Regions from separate parts of the Zea mays genome. Here region 1 is linked to region 2. The links are chromatin contacts, called in public Hi-C maps. All regions are on one chromosome and are shown on one strand. The core of a region is the stretch at or near the end of the contact, and the rest is flanking DNA. Distances in the headings are between cores, read along the strand shown. Region 1 holds the start of LOC100382204 (putative cytochrome P450 superfamily protein). Region 2 holds the start of LOC100193329.

Evidence for each region. A called contact is a pair of places that touch in the nucleus more often than the background predicts.
Region 1: a contact with region 2 is called in a Hi-C map of leaf, with 4 times the contacts expected there. The contact joins the promoter of LOC100382204 here to the promoter of LOC100193329 in region 2. A contact is called at or near these places in 4 of 25 Hi-C or Micro-C datasets (bundle sheath, endosperm, leaf and 1 more).

Annotation. Positions count from the first base shown.
Region 1 is chr2:201,845,371-201,851,992 of Zm-B73-REFERENCE-NAM-5.0, forward strand. It overlaps LOC100382204 (putative cytochrome P450 superfamily protein), which reads left to right and starts at 4,667. Exons shown (of 2, transcript NM_001174963.1): 1 at 4,667-5,564; 2 at 5,668-6,622. The coding sequence starts at 4,686. The coding sequence ends at 6,306.
Region 2 is chr2:201,568,708-201,574,853 of Zm-B73-REFERENCE-NAM-5.0, forward strand. It overlaps LOC100193329, which reads left to right and starts at 3,319. Exons shown (of 5, transcript NM_001358710.1): 1 at 3,319-3,624. The coding sequence starts at 3,532.

The DNA of each region.
Region 1 (6,622 bases), core at 3,417-5,916, 280 kb after region 2:
CTATCGAAATGCATTCCATTTTCAACTATCTCCCAAATACTAGGATGGAGAGAAAATAAGTGACTACGCATTTTGTGACTCCAAAATGAGTAGTCTTCTCCATCAAAGTGCGGAGGTTTCCCAAGTGGAATTGATAGTAAATGAGCATTAGAATTGAATGGAATACGAGAATAATCAAATGAAAAGTTTTGATTAACCGGTTTCTTTTTAGACGAGTCATCATCGTCGTCGCCTCTTGGTGAAGAAGAAGATTCACCGCTGTCGTAGTAGACGATCTTCTTGATGCGCCTCTTCTTCCTGTCCTTCTTCTTGTGACTCGAGCCAGAGTCAACGGGCTTGTCATCTCTCGGCTCATTGAAGATGGACTCCTTCTCCTTGTTGTTGACCACCATCCCCTTTCCCTTAGGATCCATCTCTTCGGGCGATTAGTCCCTTACGTGATGAGAACGGCTCTGATACCAATTGAGAGCACCTAGAGGGGGGTGAATAGGTAATCCTATAAAATTCAACACTAAGAGCCACAAAACTTAGTTATGAAAGTTAGAACGGCTAAGTAGCTTGAAACGAGCTCTTGAGAACACAAACAATCAAGGAGAGAGCAATCACAAGAGACACACGATTTTATCCCGTGGTTCGGCCAAGTAACACTTGTCTACTTCCACGTTGTGGCGTCCCAATGGACGAGGGTTGCACTCAACCCCTTTCAAGTGATCCAATGATCAACGTGAATACCACGGCTTTTCTTCCTTATATCATTTTCCCGTTTGCGAGGAATCTCCACAAGTTGGAGCCTCTCGCCCTTACAATGATGATCACAAAGAAAGCATGGAGTAAGGTTGGAATGAGCAACACACACAAGACGCAAATCGCAGCACACCCACGCACACGAGAAGACTTGAGCTCAAATGACAACACAAGGAGTCCTTGACTCGAATAGAGCTCAAATCTCAAACACAATGAAACGAATGCGCGGGAACGAAATCTGGATGCCTTAGGATGCTTAGTGAATGCTTGTGTAGCTCCTCCATGCGCCTAAGGGTCCCTTTTATAGCCCCATGACAGCTAGGAGCCGTTGGAGATCAACAAGGAAGGCTATCCTTACCTTCTGTCTAGTGGCGCACCGGACAGTCCAGTGCGCCACCGGACAGTCACTGTAGACGGTCCGGTGCTGGTCTCCTTCCTTTTCTGGCACAGACGACCATTGCAGCTCCGGGTCAGTTGGCGCACCGGACTGTCCAGTGCCCCCTGCCGACCGTTGGAGCTGCCACGCGTTGCGCGAAGATTGCGCGGCCGACCGTTGGCACAGACGACCGTTGGCTCATTGGACAGTCCGGTGCGCCACTAGACAGTTCGGTGAATTTTAGCCGTACACCGCTGATCCTCTTCCTGAGAGCGACGAGTTCGCCGCGGACGACTCACCGGACAGTCCGGTGCACCACCGGACAGTCCAGTGAATTATAGTCATACGCCGTCGTCGAGTCCCGAGAGCAGCCTATTCACGCGGATTAGCCTGGTGCACCGGACACACCGGACATTGTCCGGTGTGCCAGGCCGAGCTGATCTTTGGCTGTACACATCCAGTCTTTTGCAATCCTTTTCTTTTCTTCTTTTCTCTATTTCTAACACTTAGATAACTTCATTAGTATTCAAAAACAACTGTACTAAGTCTAGAAATATACCTTCTCTTTGATTTGCACTTCTCTCTTCATTTAGCACATAGGAACTCAATTAAATGTGTTGGGCACTTAATCACCAAAACATAATAGAAATTGCCCTAATGGTACATTTCCCTTTCACTGGGAGCGTGCACATGAGTGGCTGACGCGCAGGCCCAGTTGCCAGTGTGTCACCAGGTCCACGAACGCGGCACCAGCATAGCGGCCGTAGAGAGACCGACCAGTGGGCCCAGTATGTCGACGCCACCATGAGCACATGGGCCACGCTGAGAGGAGAGTGGGCCGACCACGACAAGATTGGTCCAATGCGCTATTTTATATTTTTCCTTTTTCCTTTTCTTTTTCTTTTTCTGATTTCCTTTCTTTGAAATTTGAACATCAATTTGAACTCAAATATTGTTGTGAATTTTGTACTCAAGTCAAGTGTATAAATTAAAGATACAAGTTTGAAAAGGTTTCATTTATTTATGTATTTATTTTCTTTACATTTCATAAGGTTTCCTTTTCTATGTTATTTCCAATTTCTAATTTGCACATTAGGTCTTAAATCCTTGTTTAGACATTATTGTATTTTTATTACTATTATTATTATTATCTATAGATGCACAAACACATAAACTCCAGCATGATGCATAAATTATTTAGGTGTCATTTGTCTAATTATTCACTCTTAAATATAGCTATTCACATGTTATAATAAATAGAGACAAAATGTATAAGGAGATCAACTCTTTTCTCAATATTTACAAATTGGGTATTACAATTAGACTATGCACTATAAATGAATGACCCATCGATTAGCAATGACTAGTGCTAACACATTAGTTGTTAAGAGTCATCAGACTCTGATGCATTGGCTAATGACCAAATGTTAGACAATCAAATGGTGCATAGAGAAGGTTGTTGAGGGTGTAACGACTATGGGTCTATTTGGTTCAACTGTATATTCCTAAAAAATATGATTATAGTTGTGAGCTGTGAGAAAGTTGTTGCGAGTTGATGGTTGCGCGAAAGCTAAAATATGCTTGGTTGAAACAACTATCAAATATGGATCCTATAAGAGCATGATAGTTTAGTAACATGGTTGATAGGAATCTAAAAAATCTAGGGTAGGAGGTGATGCTGAATTCAACTAGAGGAATATGTAGATTTTTAGGAACATATTCTGTTGTTGTACCTATTTAGTTGAGATTTAAGAATTTTAGTAGCAAATATTTTTTATAAAGTAGAACCAAACACATCATATATATCTCCATGGGGGCTATAAATAGGAACCCAACAGGCTATTTGAGTGGTGTGGGAGACGAGGAACATATATAGTGAGTTGAGGCTCATTTATAGTAGCTTTGGACACCCAAGTGCTCAAGAAAATTAGTGTGAATGCTTTGTAAAGTGCTTAAGTTAGTTAAACCACCGCTTATACTGCTCGCTCTAGGTTTAGGCGCAATTTTTATTGTTGTTTGTAAACCACTTGCCACTTGGTGCTTGCACGCACTATGGTTGTGCTCGGAGTGGCTTGTACTCTTGTGATATCATGCCAATTGCATTTGTGGTGTGGCTGCTATATTGTACTAGAGGGAACTAGTCTCATGCAGTTTCGGCCAAAACTTGATTGTGAATACGCTAGGGAGTGGTTTGGAAAAGGCTGTTCTAGAGACCAACTTGCACATGGGAAAAGCTTGAGACCATCCATAGAGTTCACCGAATGAGAGTTAGGCTCTTGCATAGGCATCCTTGTGATGCGTTCCAAGGAGGATAGGGAAAACTTTCATGCTTCTTGATATCTTAATAAAAAATATTGACAACGTTAAATGAGAGCTTAGATCTGTACTGTCCTTTAAGCTTTCGTGACTATATTATATACCTTGGTGGTGAAGATGTTGTTGCTGCTAATGGTACAAAGTCATTAATAAGTGACTGAGGAAGAGCTCAAAGTAGATGATGATGAATGCGCCGAGACATAGCACTGCTTGACTTTGATGGAAGACGACCATTGTGGAAGTTAGGAGCAATCGTCTCCCTCCTCTCCAGATGCAATAGATGGAGAGACTACGATGATGGCGCAACAACCAAAAGAGACAAAATCCTAACTACATACGAGAGGAGTCTAGGGCTTCATATGAGAGAAGAACACTTTACGGGTTTTCACCTCCAAGACTGACATTGGCACTTGCCTCAATTACCACCAGGGACTTAGGATCCTCATCCTCTCTCGTCATGAAGAGCTTCCACAACAAGCTTAATAAAATTGAGTTCAAGTTAGAGAACATGTGGCGCTCTTTTCATCATCAAAATTTACCATAAAAAATTCTTTGAATTTACCGAAAACAAAATAGGCCCATGAAGCCCAATAGGGTGGATCGCCTGCCGTGTTTGTAAAAATCGTTAAAATAAGAGGTGGAAGGGATTCGAGCCATGGTCTGCTACTCTGCTTGGGTAAAAGACGTAGGTGCACTTGTGTTGTACAATAGATTTTATATTGTAAAGATATATAACCTATAAATTTTAAAAATATAATCGTACTTTATCCATTTCGTACTCGCATTGATCCTACTATGGTGAATTGGGAGCTTGTTATATTATGAACTTGCTAACTTTTGAACTTCAAGTCTATGAACTTATGATATTCATTAATTTGTAATATTGTGAACTTGAAAAAATAGTATGAATTATGAATTTGTTATATTGTGAATACTGAACTTATGATCTTTGTCAACTTTGTTATATTGAGATAACTTTATGTTGATAAATATCGATTGAATTTTAGATTTCGATTGTTATAGTTATATTTTCCGTACCAAACCTCCCTTTTCGATATTTTCAAAATACTGATACCATTTTTTGTCTCTAGAGTTACTGTTTTTGTTTTATTTTCAATAAAAATATATAAACATAAATAGTTTTTTTATTTACTGACCGTTTTTCATCTCTAGCCCAAAGCCGAACAAAATCCAGTCTTTTCCCCGCAGCAATAGACTGGTCACCACTCACGAGAGCAGAAAACAAACAATGCCTCTTTACCTGCTCGCCGCCGGCGCGCTTATTGTCTTCCTCTACGTTATCAACAACCGCAGGAGCAGCAAGCTCCCGCCGTCTCCGCCGTCGCTACCACTGATCGGCCACCTTCACCTCATCGGCCGCCTCGCGCACCGATCCTTGCTAGAGCTGCAGCTTCGCTATGGCGGCGGCGGCGGTCTCCTCTTCCTGCAACTCGGGCGTAGGCCGACCTTGGTCGTGTCCACTGCGGCCGTGGCCGCGGATCTGTTCAAGAACCACGACCTCGCCTTCGCCTCCCGCCCACGCAGCGTGGGAGGGGATAAGCTGATGTATGGGTGCAGCAACGTGTCGTTCGCGCCTTACGGCGAGAACTGGCGCCGGGGCAAGAAGATCGCGGTGGTCCACCTCCTCTCTCCGCGGCGCGTGGAATCTTTCGCGCCCGTACGGGTTGCCGAGGTAGCCGCGCTCGTCGCACGGACACGCCGCACCGCGGAGGCTGGGGAGGCCGTGGAGATGAGGGAGCTCCTGTACGGCTACACCAACGCGGTGGTCACCCGCGCGGCCACCGGTGCCGCTGGGGCAACAGCAGAGAAGCTGAAACAGCTGATGGGGAACTCCGCAGCGCTGATGGCGGGCTTCCAACCCGAAGACGTGCTGCCGGACGCACCGGCGAGGTTTGTGAGATGGGCGACGGGCCTCGATAAGAAGATCGAAGACATGGCCGAGGCGTGGGACAAGTTCCTGTCCGATATAGTGGCCGCACACAAGGAAAAGGGGTGTGGCGACGCAGGGGAGGAGGCTGAGGACTTCTTGGATGTCTTGCTCCGGCTGCGGGAAGAAGGCGCAGATGGGCTCGAGCTCACAGACGATCGCATCAAAGCTACCATCGAGGTTATCTTCGCAGAAACGCTCTTCCAGTATCTCATCAAGAAATGTTTACTGCCGATAATCCAATATTGTTCATCTCATCCGTACTCGATTCTTGAGTCTGCAGGACATGATAGCTGCTGCAACTGAAACATCATCCCAAACGCTGGAATGGACCATGGCCGAACTCATTGCCAACCCGCGGGTGATGAGCAAGCTCCAAGGCGAGATAGCGCGAGTCGTCAGCGCCGATCAGACGACCATCGCTGAACCGGACCTGAACAAAATGGAGTACCTGAGGGCAGTGTTCAAAGAGGTGCTTCGGCTCCACCCACCAGCGCCGCTCCTCGTCCCGCACGAATCAACAACGCCCGCGGTTGTGCAGGGCTACGAGATTCCGGCCAAGACGGCGCTCTTCGTCAACGTGTGGGCCATCGGGCGGGACCCTGCTGTGTGGGACGCACCGGACGAGTTCCGCCCAGAGCGGTTCGTGGGCGGCAGTCCCTCGGTGGACTTCAGAGGGACCGACTACCAGTTCATCCCGTTCGGCGCCGGCCGGAGGATCTGCCCCGGCATCAACTTCGCGCTGCCAGTCTTGGAGCTCGCGCTCGTCAGCCTCCTGCACCACTTCGAATGGGAGCTCCCCGCCGGCATGCGCCTGGAGGACCTCGACATGGGCGAGGCGCCGGGGCTGACGACGCCGCGGCGGATTCCGCTCGTCCTAGTCCCCAAGCGCAGGACGCTCGTTCAGACATTACTGCAGTAGCACAAGGAATTTGATCTGCCTCCCTGAGTACCGAGGTTTATCTATTGAGAAGTTGTGGATCAAACAAAATTCAAGAACACAGATTACCTTACCCAAAAAAAAACGCACAAGAACACTCAATTGCAGAAAGAAATCGGTCTCTTGTTGACCGCAGTACTTGAGTTCATTCTCCCTGGATTAAGTTGGATAGTTTGGTTTTTCACATTTATAGTCTTGGGCCAGAATAAAGAGATGAATGTAAGGTAGCAGGCTAGCAGCTATCACAGTGGAAGATTGTTCATGTAATAGAGTACCGAACGATTTAGCCATATTAGGC
Region 2 (6,146 bases), core at 2,069-4,568:
TACATAAGCTTATGGCGTTCAACCTTTGATGATATTGCTGTAGAGATAAAAACTGATGAACATCTTCTACAATGGTTTGATCTTAATCTTGAGAATGGGATTATGTATATTGATGCTGAAATCAAAGATTTTGATGGGCCTTTGCAAATTTCACCTACCAAACGTCGGTGTCATCCTAGAGTGAGGAAGAGATTGACAAATGAGAAATGTGTAGACCATCCTGCTGATCCGCACCAAGCCACAAATGAGAAATGTGTAGACCATCCTGCTGATTCGCACCAAGCCACAAATGAGAGCACCAAAATGGCTAAAGCTGTTAATAAGAGCAAAAAATCTAAAATTAAGGGTTCACATCATGATGACGAGGGTGCATATTCTGATACCGATTCACTTAGAGCGTTCAGTGATAGCAGCTATGACAGTGAAATGGCTGCATCATCGGACTCTGACTTTGATTCTGATCCTGAATTTGATCCTGACACTGAAATAGTGGATGAGGATGATGACGATGATGTCCCTAATTTTGTTTATGATGTTGATGACCCATGTATAGATGTTGGTGTGGTATTCCCAAATACTAAGCAGTGCAAGTCAGCAGTATTACACCATGCCATCTTGAATGACCATGGTTTTCAGACTGTGAAGAGAGATGCTATAAGATTTACAGCCAAATGCAAGAGGGCGGACAAGGGATGCAAATGGCGCTTTCATGCTTCTACTAGTACCAAAAAATATGTCGGTTGCAAGGTAATCTAGATACTTACATAGTAGATGTTTTCTGCAGGTTTCAGCTATTGGGAATACTAATGTTTTGATTCTATGTCTGCAGGTTAAGACAAATGGACCAAAGCACACATGTGGTTCGTACAACAATTGTGCAGATAATATGGCTACAAATAGATGGGTTGCTGATAGAGTGGTCAATTTGTTGAGGGATGATCCAACAACTGGACCAAAGTTCCTGCAGGACGAATTGAAGAAGAAGTACAAGATAGTAGTTCCATACGATAGAGTCTTTAGAGGCAGGGAGAGGGCGCTTGACATGATAAACGGAAAGTGGGATGATAGCTATGATTTGCTGCCTACCTATCAAGCTGAGCTATTGAGATCTATCCCTAATAGTGTTGTTGAGCTAGACACTGAAACATGTCAAGGTGATGTCTGTTTCAGGAGGTTCTTTATAGCTCTTAAGCCATGCATTGATGGTTTTGTTGAAGGTTGTAGACCCTATATTGCCATGGATAGTACTCACTTAACAGGAAGGTCAAGAGGTCAATTGGCGTCAGCTGTTGCAGTTGATGGAAATAACCGACTGTTTCCAGTGGCTTATGGAGTAATAGAGACAGAGTCTAAGGAAAGTTGGATTTGGTTCATTCAGAACTTGAAGAAAGCTATTGGTTATCCGACAGGTATGGCATCCAACAATACTTCTATTTTAACTTGCTTTCTGAAATTCAAATGCTAACATAGTACTATTGTGAGATATAGGTCTGGTTATCAGTACGGATGCATGCAAAGGACTTGAGGAGGCTGTCCATATTGTGTATTCTGGTGTGGAGCATAGAGAGTGTATGAGGCATTTATGGAAGAATATGAAGAAGAAGCAGTACAAAGGGGCACTTTTCTCTCAAAATATGTGGGCAGCTGCAAAAAGTTGGACCGTTGAGAAGTACAATTACCATATGAGGAAGATAGAAGAGAAGGCTCCAGATGCCATTGCATGGTTGGATGATAATCATCCATTTGTGTGGACAAGAAGTAAGTTCAGTGAACTATCTAAGGTAGATTACATCAATAACAACCTCTCTGAATGTTTTAATAGTTGGGTGGTAAAAACCAAGGACAAACATATTGTGGACATGCTTGATCAGATAAGGCAGATGATCATCAATAAGTTTGTTGAAAGAGAAAAGATAGCTAGAAACATGCAGGGCACAATAATCCCATCTATCATTCAGGATTTAAATGCTAAAAGCAAGGCTATAAAGGATCATGAAGTCTTAATATGTGGAGGTTTTACTGCTGAAGTTACTGTGTCCACAATAAGGCATTCAGTCAACATGGATCAAAAGACTTGCAGTTGTAGGGTTTGGCAAGTAACTGGGAAGCCGTGTAACCATGCTTTGAGTGTTATTGCGAAGCTTAGTAGAGATGTTCAGATGGAAGAATTTGTTCATGAATACTTCTTTGTTGATCGGTTGAGAAAGACATATGCGGGTGTCTTCCTTGCAATTACATCCAAGCATCAGTGGGCTCGTGTTGATTTAGGCTATAAAATCTGCAAGCCTAAACTAAGGAGGAAACCAGGGAGGCCAAGAAAGAGTAGAATCAAAGCATCTGATGAGATTGGCACAAAGAAGAGGAGGAGATGCACTGAATGTAATGAACTAGGTCATTTAGCAAAGACATGTCAAGGAGGTCCTACAGCAAAAGAGAGAAGGGCGACACTCTCATCTTCAGTAAATGCATCAGCAGTGGGTAGTAATGATCCAAATGTGGCTCAAACATCTAAGTAAGTCATTTCTGCTATGCTATACTAATTTTAGAGATGATTACCATACAAATATCAGTTAACTAATTTTTATTCTCCTATATGAAGTGCTTCTGAAAGTGCTCTTGCATGCGCTCCTGGAAGTGGAAGCACAAGTGCTCCAAGCACAAGTGCTCCAAGCACAAGTGCTGCAAGTGCAAGTGAAAGTGGAAGGGGAAGTGTAGGAAGAAGAGGAAGAGGGGGGAGGCTTGCACAATGGTTTGGAATTTAATGATCAAGATAGCATCATGAGGTGCTGTTTCTTTTGTATGAGATGTTGCTTTTGTATGACAATGTAATGGGTTCATGGTACTTTGTCATGCTTTTGTGAGACTTTTGTTGAACTCCATATGTACTACTTTGTTGGATTTGTTATGTGACATTGTGTTATTCTATATCTATCTTTGTTGTTGAAAATACTATCGAAATTCTGTTGCAATACAGTCAAAATATTGTCAAAAAGCTCTTGAAATACTGCTAAGCTGTTGTGTGAAAATCAGGGGTAAAATCACAATTACAGAACAGTCCAATTCAAAAGGAGGGACAAAATCACAATTATGACTGAAGGGTAAATTTGTCTTTTGATGTCCTAATTCACACCGTTACTGCATCTAACAGAAACATGGGCAGACTTGTATTTCGTTTTCAAAAAAGAGGCCCGAAATCACAAAGTCGAATTTTGAGGGGCAAAATCACAGTTGCACTTTCATCCAGGGACAGGAACACAATTGCCCCAATCAAAAATGCTCTCCGCCGCGTCGCTGTCCTTCGCTAGTCGCTGCCACATCTTCTCTCCTCGTCCAAAGACTCCAAGCTTCTGTGACCTCTGTTCTGCTGCCGCCTCTGGTCCACATCTCTCTACGCCGCCGCCCCGCCGTCCACCGATACCGCAGCGCTGGGAAGGATCACGGGGGAGCGGAGCGAGGCGGGGGACCCGCGGTTTTGTCGCCCGGATGGCGGCGGAGCGATGACACTGGCGGCGGGTGCGGCGCGGCGTTGGGATGCGGACGATCTGCGATGTGTGCGAGAGCGCACCGGCGGTGCTCTTCTGTGCGGCCGACGAGGCTGCGCTTTGCCGGCCTTGCGACGAGAAGGTTAATTCTGCTCCCTGCTCCCTCCTACCCGCGGAGGTCGTCGTCCCTCTCGCAGATCGGCCGGTAGTGCTATTTCAGTTAGCATGGCGGGCGCACGGTTTACCTTCGAGTTCGCGCTGTTGGTCTCTTGTTGTGTCCAGCTTAGGTTACCCAATTTTGTCCCACTTTCTCCATTTCGACGATCCTGCATCTGTCCCGATCCATTTTGGTAGCATGGAATTCGTAATCTTGCTACTTCAAATCGATAAGTTTTCAACGAATAAAAATGGAACCCGGAATATTATAGCATTTGACAGTGACAAAATTGTCGAAGTTGTTTGGGTGGGTTATGAGGAATTCAGAAGAGCCTATAGCTGTAATAGGGGCTCGGGGTGATCCCGTTGGGTTGCCCCAATTGCCCTCTTATAGCTTCTCCAACAAGGTGTCTCAAGATAATGCCAAAAAAATAAAACACCACGCCATTTAAAGTGTTTATGGCACTAAAAATAAATTAAACCCTAACATTTAAGTCCTAAATCATGTATTTTAGAAAATAAACTATATTATTATAAAAGAAAAAGTTGAGGATGGTGTAGAAAATAAGGATAGAGCACTAAACCGGGGTGTAGTATATTTGAATCACGCCCTATATTTTTTGATAAGAATGTGAATATGGCACTATTGGAGTTGTTTTTTTTACGAGTTTCCTATATTTCAAGATAGAACACTGATTTAAGGCACAAGTGTAAATGCTCTTATAATCAAGTGTTATCTTCTTGTTAGGTACACAAATCATGTTTTTGTGTTTTTTATTTGAGCCAAAGCATTCTCTGCGTAATACTTAGTTGAATTAGAGTTCCTCTGTGAGGGAGTTTGTCTGCAAAAAATTTAGGCTACAAGTTTCTTTTGACTATGTCTCATCTAATGTTATGCCGTGGGCTACAACCCCTCACCACTGCTTGTCGCGGTAGTCAAGGTGTTCATGTTTCTTTCAAACTTTTGCTGAACTGACCCTCCCCAAAAGAAAAGATTTTATAGCAATTTTTTTGGGTGGGTGGGTTTGGAATATCACACTTTTAAGCTCTGTTTAGTGCAGTTGCTGAAAGGAATATGAACATAGAATGTAATGTACTTGTATATTGCCAATTCTGGATACTACTAAAGTTATCATCATGTTATGCTGTTGATACGTGGTCTTCACTTTGGTGTGTGTAAAGGGAAATGAAGTAGCAGATGGGAATGGGGATTAGAACGTAGGGGATAAGCACTGGAAGGGGCAGATGAACCTCTGTCATCACAACGGCTGGCAGATCCTGCAGCCACGATGACCGAGGTCCGAGGAAGTCTCGCCCAACTCAGGGAGATGATTATTCCTCAATGAACCCTAATACAAACTACCAGCTAGCCTTTAAGGTTAGGCGGCTGGGACAAAGAAAATAGATCCACTAATTTAGGAAACCACCCCTACACTTAAGGAAACACATAACTGACTCTCCCTGAGATCTCGACTTCCTATGTTGGTCTAGCCTAGCCACTTCTAGGCCTGCGCCTATAGACTTTCCCAAGGAAAGAGTCTATAACATATCCCTCCTCCCCAACAAACAGCTTGTCCGCGAGCTGTACTTGTGGATAGCAGCACTTGAAGTCCTCCAGCTGTTCCCATGATGTATTTGTTGCTGAACGCCCCATCCAACTCACCAAAAGCTCCCAGATGCCTCTGTTCTTCCAGTCACCAACCGTAAATTGGAGCTCTCGCCTTGACTTCTAGGAGAAATCTGGTATCTGGAGCAGGGGTGCCATCATCAAGGCTTGCTTGAGCTGGCCAAAAGCAGCCTCTACCTCCTCAGTCCAACGAAAAGCTTCCTTTTTTAAGAGGGCTGTGAGTGGGGCTGCCACCCCGCTGTACCCCGCAATGAACTTGCGGTAATATCCAGTGAGACCGAGGAAACCGCGAAGTGCCCGTAGTGAACGGGCGTGGCTAGTCCTCAACTGCTGAAATCTTTGCCGGGTCCATTGCCACCCCTTCTTGGGAGATGATGTGACCAAGGTAAGTTACTGACACCGTGCCAAAGGAGCACTTCTTTGTTTCAGGGCCACCTTGTTCTCCTAAAGTGCTTGAAACACCTGTTTCACATGTTGTAGGTGCTCTGCCCATGTTTTACTATAAATTACAATATCATCATAAAACACCAGGACAGACTTGTGGATGTAGAGCCTGAGGACATCATTCATCAATGCTTGGAAGGTTGAGGGGGCGTTGGTGAGGCCAAATGGCATCACCAAAAACTCAAATTGCTACCGGTGTGTTGGAAACGTTGTTTTGTTGATGTCGTCTGGGTGCATGCGAACCTGATGGTACCCACTGAGAAGGTCGAGCTTGGTGAAATACCGTGTGTCGTGGAGCTCATCTAGCAACATATCCACCACCGATATTGGAAATTTGGCCTTAACTGTCTGACGGTTCAGCTCACGGTAGTCTATGCAAAATCGCCACAAGTCGTCTGGCTTCTTGACCAGCAGAACTGGCGATGAAAAAGCCGAAG